Regions from separate parts of the Pan troglodytes genome. Here region 2 is linked to region 1. A link is a contact called in public HiChIP or PLAC-seq data. All regions are on one chromosome and are shown on one strand. Each heading gives the region's core, a stretch centred on a gene start, on an enhancer-like site or on the middle of the called end of the contact. The rest is flanking DNA. Distances are from core to core; before and after follow the strand shown. Region 1 holds the start of NDUFS8 (NADH:ubiquinone oxidoreductase core subunit S8). Region 2 holds the start of KMT5B (lysine methyltransferase 5B).

The links. HiChIP or PLAC-seq counts read pairs in DNA pulled down with a chosen protein or histone mark.
Region 2: an H3K4me3 HiChIP or PLAC-seq map of stem cell-derived excitatory neurons shows a contact between it and region 1, with 2.5 times the contacts expected there. The contact joins the promoter of KMT5B here to the promoter of NDUFS8 in region 1. A contact is called at or near these places in 1 of 7 Hi-C or Micro-C datasets (stem cell-derived neural progenitor cells) and 1 of 1 datasets of contacts at active chromatin or transcription factors (stem cell-derived excitatory neurons).

The regions. Positions count from the first base shown.
Region 1 is chr9:70,071,732-70,075,434 of NHGRI_mPanTro3-v2.0_pri, forward strand. NDUFS8 (NADH:ubiquinone oxidoreductase core subunit S8) reads left to right here and starts at 1,761. Exons shown (of 6, transcript NM_001071780.1): 1 at 1,761-1,818; 2 at 1,895-1,945; 3 at 2,532-2,621; 4 at 2,720-2,892. The coding sequence starts at 1,761.
Region 2 is chr9:70,254,528-70,258,001 of NHGRI_mPanTro3-v2.0_pri, forward strand. KMT5B (lysine methyltransferase 5B) reads right to left here and starts at 1,842. Exons shown (of 11, transcript XM_009423578.5): 1 at 1,659-1,842.

The DNA of each region.
Region 1 (3,703 bases), core at 511-3,010:
CACCCTCTGCACCCACGGCGAAAGCAAACTCTTTCTAAACCACGCCCCGGATGTCCCGACTCCAGCGGCTCGGAAGTCTTCACTTATTGGCCTCCCCAAACCAACATGGCGGCCCCCTACAAATTTCAAGCGCCGGTTTCTCCTAGCCAATCAAAAGAAAGATATTTCTGAATCCCGCCTCTTTCAGCCGCCTTGCTGGCCAATCAGACCACACCATGGAGCATCAATACCAAAAAGGGGGAACCCGCTGGCCCAATGGCAGCGTCCTACAGTGTAGCCTCCGCCTCCCGATTGACTGGCCTGCTTGGCAAGGCAAGTAGCGGCGGCGCTTCAAGGTGGGTGTTCACGTTTTGGCCGTGAAAGTCGGGCTTGGGCAGCGTGGCGTCGGGGGAGAGTGTGGTGTCCCCGTAGGCGCCGCCAGCTCTGCGCCTGGGCTTCCCCTCGGCTCACTCAGGACCCGCGGCCTCCGTGTCCTTCAGGTGCAAAGGGGAGCCGGCTCTCAGGGCGCATGCGCCGCCCGCTCTGCGCCACCGGCCTAGTTAGGGTCGGAGATCACTGGGAAGGTGGGGAAGGTGCTGGGTTGGGTCCCTGGAACTGCAGTCAGTGATCCAAAGGAGTGAGCCTGTTAGGGGGTTCACAGGTCGTGGGATGAGCACTTATGAGCGCCGGCTAAGTGCCGGGCTCTGGGCTCTGGGGTGCCTTTGGCATGTACGGGCTCCCCTAATTCCCAAGACCAACCGCCCCCAACCCACTTCATAGGTGAGAAGACGGAGGTCAGGTCACATCATCTGCCCAAGGTCACGCGGCAGGCTGGGGGACAGTTCCAGGAGGGCCTTGAAGCTGGGGAAAGGAATGTGGTACCGAGGACTGTTCAGGCCTTGAAGGGTTTCCAGCAGGGCAGGGCTGGGTTCCGATCCTCCGCCCACCTCCTTATCGTGTGACTTCCGACAAGTCACTTTTTAATCTTTTTTTTGAGACAAGGTCTCACTCTGTCGTCCAGGTTGGAGGGCAGTGGTGCAGTCTGGGCTCACTGCAACTTCTGCCTCCTGGGTTCAAGCGATTCTCCTACCTCAACCTCCCGAGTAGCTGGGATTATAAGTGCCCACCACCACACCTGGCTAATTTCTGTATTTTTTGGTAGGGACGGGGTTCCACCATGTTAGCCAGGCTGGTCTCAAACTCCTGACCTCAGGTGATCCACCTGCCTCAGCCTCCCAAAGTGCTGGGATTACAGGCGTGAGCCACCACACCCAGCCCTAGCGAGTCACTCAACAAACTGAGTCCCAGCGCCTTATTTGTGCCTCCCTCGTGGAGTCCTTGTAAGGATAGGATGGCAGCGCTTTCCACCCCTGGGCACGGTTCCTGGGGGAGGAGAGCTAACAAAGTTCGCTCTCAGTGCATGCTGGCGGGGGCTGGTAATGTTGTTTTTGGTCAGATTTGGGGAGGATGAAGGGAGGAGCAGAAAGGTGGGAAACAGGATCTCTGGGAGGGAGAAAGGAAGGATGGATTTAAAAGGTTTCTTAGGTGAGGCAGAACTTGGGGTCCACAGAAACTGAATTGTAGCTCAGCCAAGCTGAATCAGATGGAAAGCTGGGAGGCGCTGGGAACAGGAAAGCCATCTGTGCCTCTGACAGCAATGGGGTGCGAGTAGAGGGCAAAGTGACACATGTCAGTGGAGACTTGGGATCCTTGCGGTGCCAGTCTCAGAAGAGGATGGTTCTTGGGCACACCCCACCCTCCATCCCTTTTTATGCCACCAGATGCGCTGCCTGACCACGCCTATGCTGCTGCGGGCCCTGGCCCAGGCTGCACGTGCAGGTAGGACCAAAGAAGCCTTTGCTGGGGGTAGGGGAGTCCAGTCTCCTGGTATGAGGTCACGCCCTTCTTTTTGCAGGACCTCCTGGTGGCCGGAGCCTCCACAGCAGTGCAGTGGCAGCCACCTACAGTGAGTACCTGGGTGGCCTCTAGCCTCAGGTGTTCCTGACTGGTCCTGCTGGAGTAGGGGAAGAGACCTGAGTTCCAGTCCTGGCTTTGTCAGGGGCGTTATTCTCTGAGCCTGTTTCCACTCTTAAAATGATTATGGTGATGGAGACTGACTCTGATTCACAGGGGCAGGGTCCATCATTGCCGAGGTTAGCATGTGTGATCTCAGAGCTCCCTGGGTGTGATGGGGAGGGGGTTGCCAGGTGTGAGCCATGGGTACCTGTGCCTATTGCCAGTCCCTGGTGAAGGCAAAGGCTCAAGCCCCCCACCTACCCCCCTTGATTCCTCTTTCAAGCCCTGTTGGGCAGGGAAGTGCGTCTGAGCTCCAACGGCCACCCAAGCACAGGGAGAGGTAGGCACGGACGGGCTCGGGCCAGAGGCGGCCTCCAGGGTCCTTGCTGAGGCTAGGGAGAGGTGTGGTGAGTGTACAGCCCCTTTGTAGCCCAGCAGTTGCACCTGGAAGTGAGGGCCAGGCTGCTCTCCCTGAGGCTCCAGGGAGACAGTGTGTGAGGCCTCTTGCCATGGCCTCCCTGCCCGCCTCTCTGCAGAGTATGTGAACATGCAGGATCCCGAGATGGACATGAAGTCAGTGACTGACCGGGCAGCCCGCACCCTGCTGTGGACTGAGCTCTTCCGAGGTGCGTCCTGGGCAGGAGGGGACAGGGCAGGTGCCGGGTGGGCACGGATGCATGGGGGAGGAGGGTGCCCCTGCCCACCACACCTGTGCTGCCCACAGGCCTGGGCATGACCCTGAGCTACCTGTTCCGGGAACCGGCCACCATCAACTACCCGTTCGAGAAGGGCCCGCTGAGCCCTCGCTTCCGTGGGGAGCATGCGCTGCGCCGGTACCCATCCGGGGAGGAGCGTTGCATTGCCTGCAAGCTCTGTGAGGCCATCTGCCCCGCCCAGGTGAGCCCCTGCCCCAACCGGCCACCACGCCAGCCCCTGCCACTGGGAGAGGGAGGCCAGGCAGCCCTAGGCCCAAACCCTAGCCCCTGCTTGATGTGCGTCCCCAGGAAGTCCCTTTCCCCCTCTGAGCCACTTCCCTCGTGAATGGGAATGATGAGGGCTTGCTACCAGAGCACAGAGTCAGTGAGTTGGCAGAGTGAAGCTTCCAGCCCTGGGCAGGCGCCTGACACACAGAGGTTCCCCCTTGGGGTCTGGCCAAGGGTGTGACCCCTGGGCATCTGAGCCATGGGGTGGCACCTGAGGCCATCCACGCCTCCCTGGATGTAGCCACCGTTTCTGGAGTCCTGCTTGTGTGCCTGTTGCAGCTTCCCTTCCCCAGTGGCTGCTCCCCTGAGGCCCGGCTTTCCGTTCTCTTAGTGGGTCTTGTGCTTACCCGTGGGGGCCAGGCCTGCCAGCACGGGAACAATATGACTCGGTCAGAGCTCTGGTCAGACCCCTGTGTGTGCCTGGCAGGAGCCCCGGCAGCCGCCGTCGCTACTTTCTGTGCGCACAGCAACCCCTCCCAGTGTTCTGTGACTCGGGTGGCTCCTGTCCAGATCCTAGTTTGTCCTCTGGAGCACTCCCAGGTCCTCCAGACCATGAGCTGCGGCCCTGATGTCTCTGCTCCAGCCACGGACTGAGAGTGCATAGGAGTGTCCCCAAACAGCAGTCACGATGGTCACAACCTTGGCTTCCAGACAGTGAGTGCTATCCACAGACAGACCCGGTGCTGTGCCACGTGTGTGACTCACAGCCTCTCCTGTAATCTCCA
Region 2 (3,474 bases), core at 592-3,091, 180 kb after region 1:
GAATGTCGAATGTTTAGAGATTACAAAGTGAAAAATGGGCTGGAGTTCCCACACAAGCCGGGATTAGAGCGTTTGTGGACTCTAACCTGGGAATATAAGGCGCTCCAAGAGGGACAGGGCCACACCTCTGGTTCAAATTGCTAAACCTTCAGATACACAATAAATCTGTATTTACAGCAAGCAGCAATTTATGTATTTCAACATGCACACATTATCTGTAATTATTTCAGGTAAAAATGGTTTCCTCCTCTTTTGAAAATACTTCTTTTTACTACTAATTATCAATATTATAGGCGTGTTCTCAATATTAAAGACTAAAGGAAAAAAGTTATAGCTGGCAACTGCATCCTCTAAAGATCCTACACAGCAAAGTTCAGACCTATATGGCCATCCTCAACTACACTTTATATCAAACTGGTTTAAATCGAAAAAGGGCCACATCACAAAGAACCACAATCAATCAAATTAATTCACCTGCCCTCTATTCTAAGGAAAACTCCCCCCACTCCAGGTAAATTTCATTTGGCAAATTCTTAAAAATTAACTTGAAAGAACACATGTTCACCTCCCCAGTATTCCGAAAGTTCCACCACTTAATAAATCGTTAAGTTACTGTTTCAGACCCGGGTCCAATAAACCCAAACAGACTGAATTTCTCAGCACCCAACTTGTTTCTATCTTAATCCAGCAAGTTGCATCGAGTTGTCATTGTTCCTCCTTCCAAGGCGGAGGTGACAACGGTGCACATCATCCGCGGATACGTGGAAGGACAGACAGACACCAGGGGACGCAGGGAGAGCGGATAAAGCACAAAGGAGAGGCAGCGGCCGCGGGGTCGCCGGGCCACGGCCAGGGGCGCCGTCGGGGAGGAGGGTGGGCTGCAGGACGAGCTCGGGAGGGCTCCGAAATGCGCTCGGGCCAAAACAAAAACAAAAAGTTCAGCGCGGCAGTGGGAGCAGATTGGGCGAGACGGTTCACGGCTGCCCATTGGAGAAAAGGGAAAACAGAGTCCCCCAATCGCGAGCGGCGGGGCTGCTCCCCTCGTGCGGCCGCGGGCCCGGCCCCGACGCTGCCCGGCGGCCGCTACCGCTCCCTTCCGGCCGCGGCCACCACTGCAGGCCCCGCGCCGGCCCCGCACCGGCCCGGCCGCAGCCCCGCCCCCCGCGCCCGGCCGCTTGCGCCCGGCCCCGGCCCCACCCGCCCTGGCCCCAGAGCCCTGCGACCGGCCTGGGCCCGCGGTCCCCCACGTCCCCGCCCGCCCCGTCACCGAGGCCGCCCCCCGCACACCCTCGCCGGCGCCCGCCCCTCCCCCGACTCACCGCCTGCGCCGCCCCGCTCCTCCTCGGGGCGCGTCCCAGGCCCCGCTGCCCGGCCGCTGCGATGCGGGTCCGCGCCGCCGGGCCCCGCGTCCCAGTCCCCCCCAGAAAATTAATCACCAAAAATAATTCCAGAGAAAAATGGAGAGTAAAATCCAAGATGGCGGCGCGGGCCGCAGCACCGCTCGCTCCCTCCGCTGACGGGAAAAATGAGTCCCCGCAGCGTCCGAGCCCCCCGCCCCCAACCGGCCGCCGCCACCGCCGTCGCGCCCCCCGCGCCCCCGGCCTCGGCTCGCCGCGCCCCCGGCGCCCGCCCCCGCGCCCCGCCACCCGGGGCCTCACCTCCGCCTCGCGCACGGCCACCCGTACGAAAACCGTCCGCCGGCTTCAGGACTCCGCGTCCCAGGTCCGTGCGCCGCGCGGTGCCGCCTCCGGTTCCCGGGCGTCCTCACCTCATCGCCCCGCAGCCCTGCCGCCCGCACCGCCGCCGCGTCGCCGCCCCCGGTGAGCCGCCTGGACCCCGCCCGGGCACGGTGGAAGGATACGAAAAGAAGGCCGCGGCCTCGACGGCGGAGGGACACCGTGCGGCGCAGCCGCCACAGTGTGCGCGCGCCTCCCGCCCGGCCCAGCCGCCGCGGCGCTTCCACGGGGGCTCTGTGCGGGACGCGGGCACGCGCGGGGAGCGAATTCTGTGCCGGGCGCTCCCGACGGCGGAGGGACAAAGGGCGATTCGGAGCGAGCCGTCGCCTCCCCTCGTGGCGGAGGGATTCGCGGCCGGCCGGTAGGCGGCTGGGATCCCTCCGCCCTCCCTGCCCTTTAAATCGCGGCTGAGGCGGCGTCGCCCGCGCCCCGCGGGCGCCACCTTAGGGTCCCCTGCAGCCCTTACGCGACCGCATTCCGGTCCCGGTCCCCGCGGGACCGCGGCGGCTGTCCCGGGCCTTGGGTCTTTGCACACCTGCCCCTACCAGGGACGGCTCTAGAGCCAGCCTCTCGGGCTGCAGCCCTGGGGAAGGGGACCCCCCCCCTCCCGCCGCGCGTCCCAGTTGCTCCGAGGGAGGTGGCCCCGGGCAGACGAGCGTTTTTGTTGTGGGAATGGGGGTCACTGGCAGCAGATGCACCCTAAGACCGTGTGGGTAGGCTGAGCGTTCCTGCGCGGAGCATGCGAGGGAGGAGGAGAGCGGGCGCGCCTTGGCCTGGCCCCCCGCGGGCCCCGCCGCCCCCAGCACCCACTATGTGCCCCGCGCCGTGCTCCGCTCCACTCCGGGTGTGCCCTGCGCGCTGGCCGTGCGGTCCCTCCTCGGGGATCCCGGGCTGGCGGGGAGATCCTGAGGGACCGGGCCGCCTGCGAGCCGGGGAGCTGCGAAGCTTGCCTGGGCATCGATCTTGTAGTCCAGACAACAGAACGATGAGCGCGCTCCCGGCCCCTGCGGGGCTGCCCAGGGCCTCCGCGCATCCTCCCTCTCACGCGTCAGGACGACCCCCGGAGGTGGGGGCCATGTGGGTCCCACTTTACACCTAGGGAAACTGAGGCACAGGGAGTTCCGTGACCTCTATGACAACTAGTCAGGGCTTGAGCCAGAGCCCTCATTCAGCATTCGGGTGAAAAATGCAGAATAAATCAGGAAGCGGGTGCGGAGGACCTCCAAGAAGTTGAGGTTGGCATAGGCGTGCAGATGCCTGGAACTTGGTGCCGGCAGGTGCCCAAGGAAGCGCAGACCTGGAGTGTGAATTGAAGCGTGTTGGGGAAAGGGGGTGCCTAGGATATGGGCGGGTAGTGGGACCAGCCAGTGTCAAGGCCCTGGGAGGGGAGAGAGGCTGCCCTTGCCACAGAGAGGAGGCGGGCAGGGCAGGCAGCTCAGTCAGATGCCAGGAAGAGCCGCAGCCTGCCTTAGTTTTCCCCTGCGGCTCCAGGGCCATCATCCTCCACAAAGGATGATGAATCGAGGCCGTGGACGACCACCCATCACAAGAACTGGACTAAGTCCAACTAACACTGACGCACAGCGCCTCCCTCATTTGCCCTCATTCTCGACCTTGACTTTGGCTGGTAGACATGATGCTCATTACCGCCTTCCACAGAGGGAAACTGAGGCACGGTGACTCGCTGAGGGCACATGGCTGACGGAGGCAGAAGCGGGTCTCATCTTCAAAACAGAGC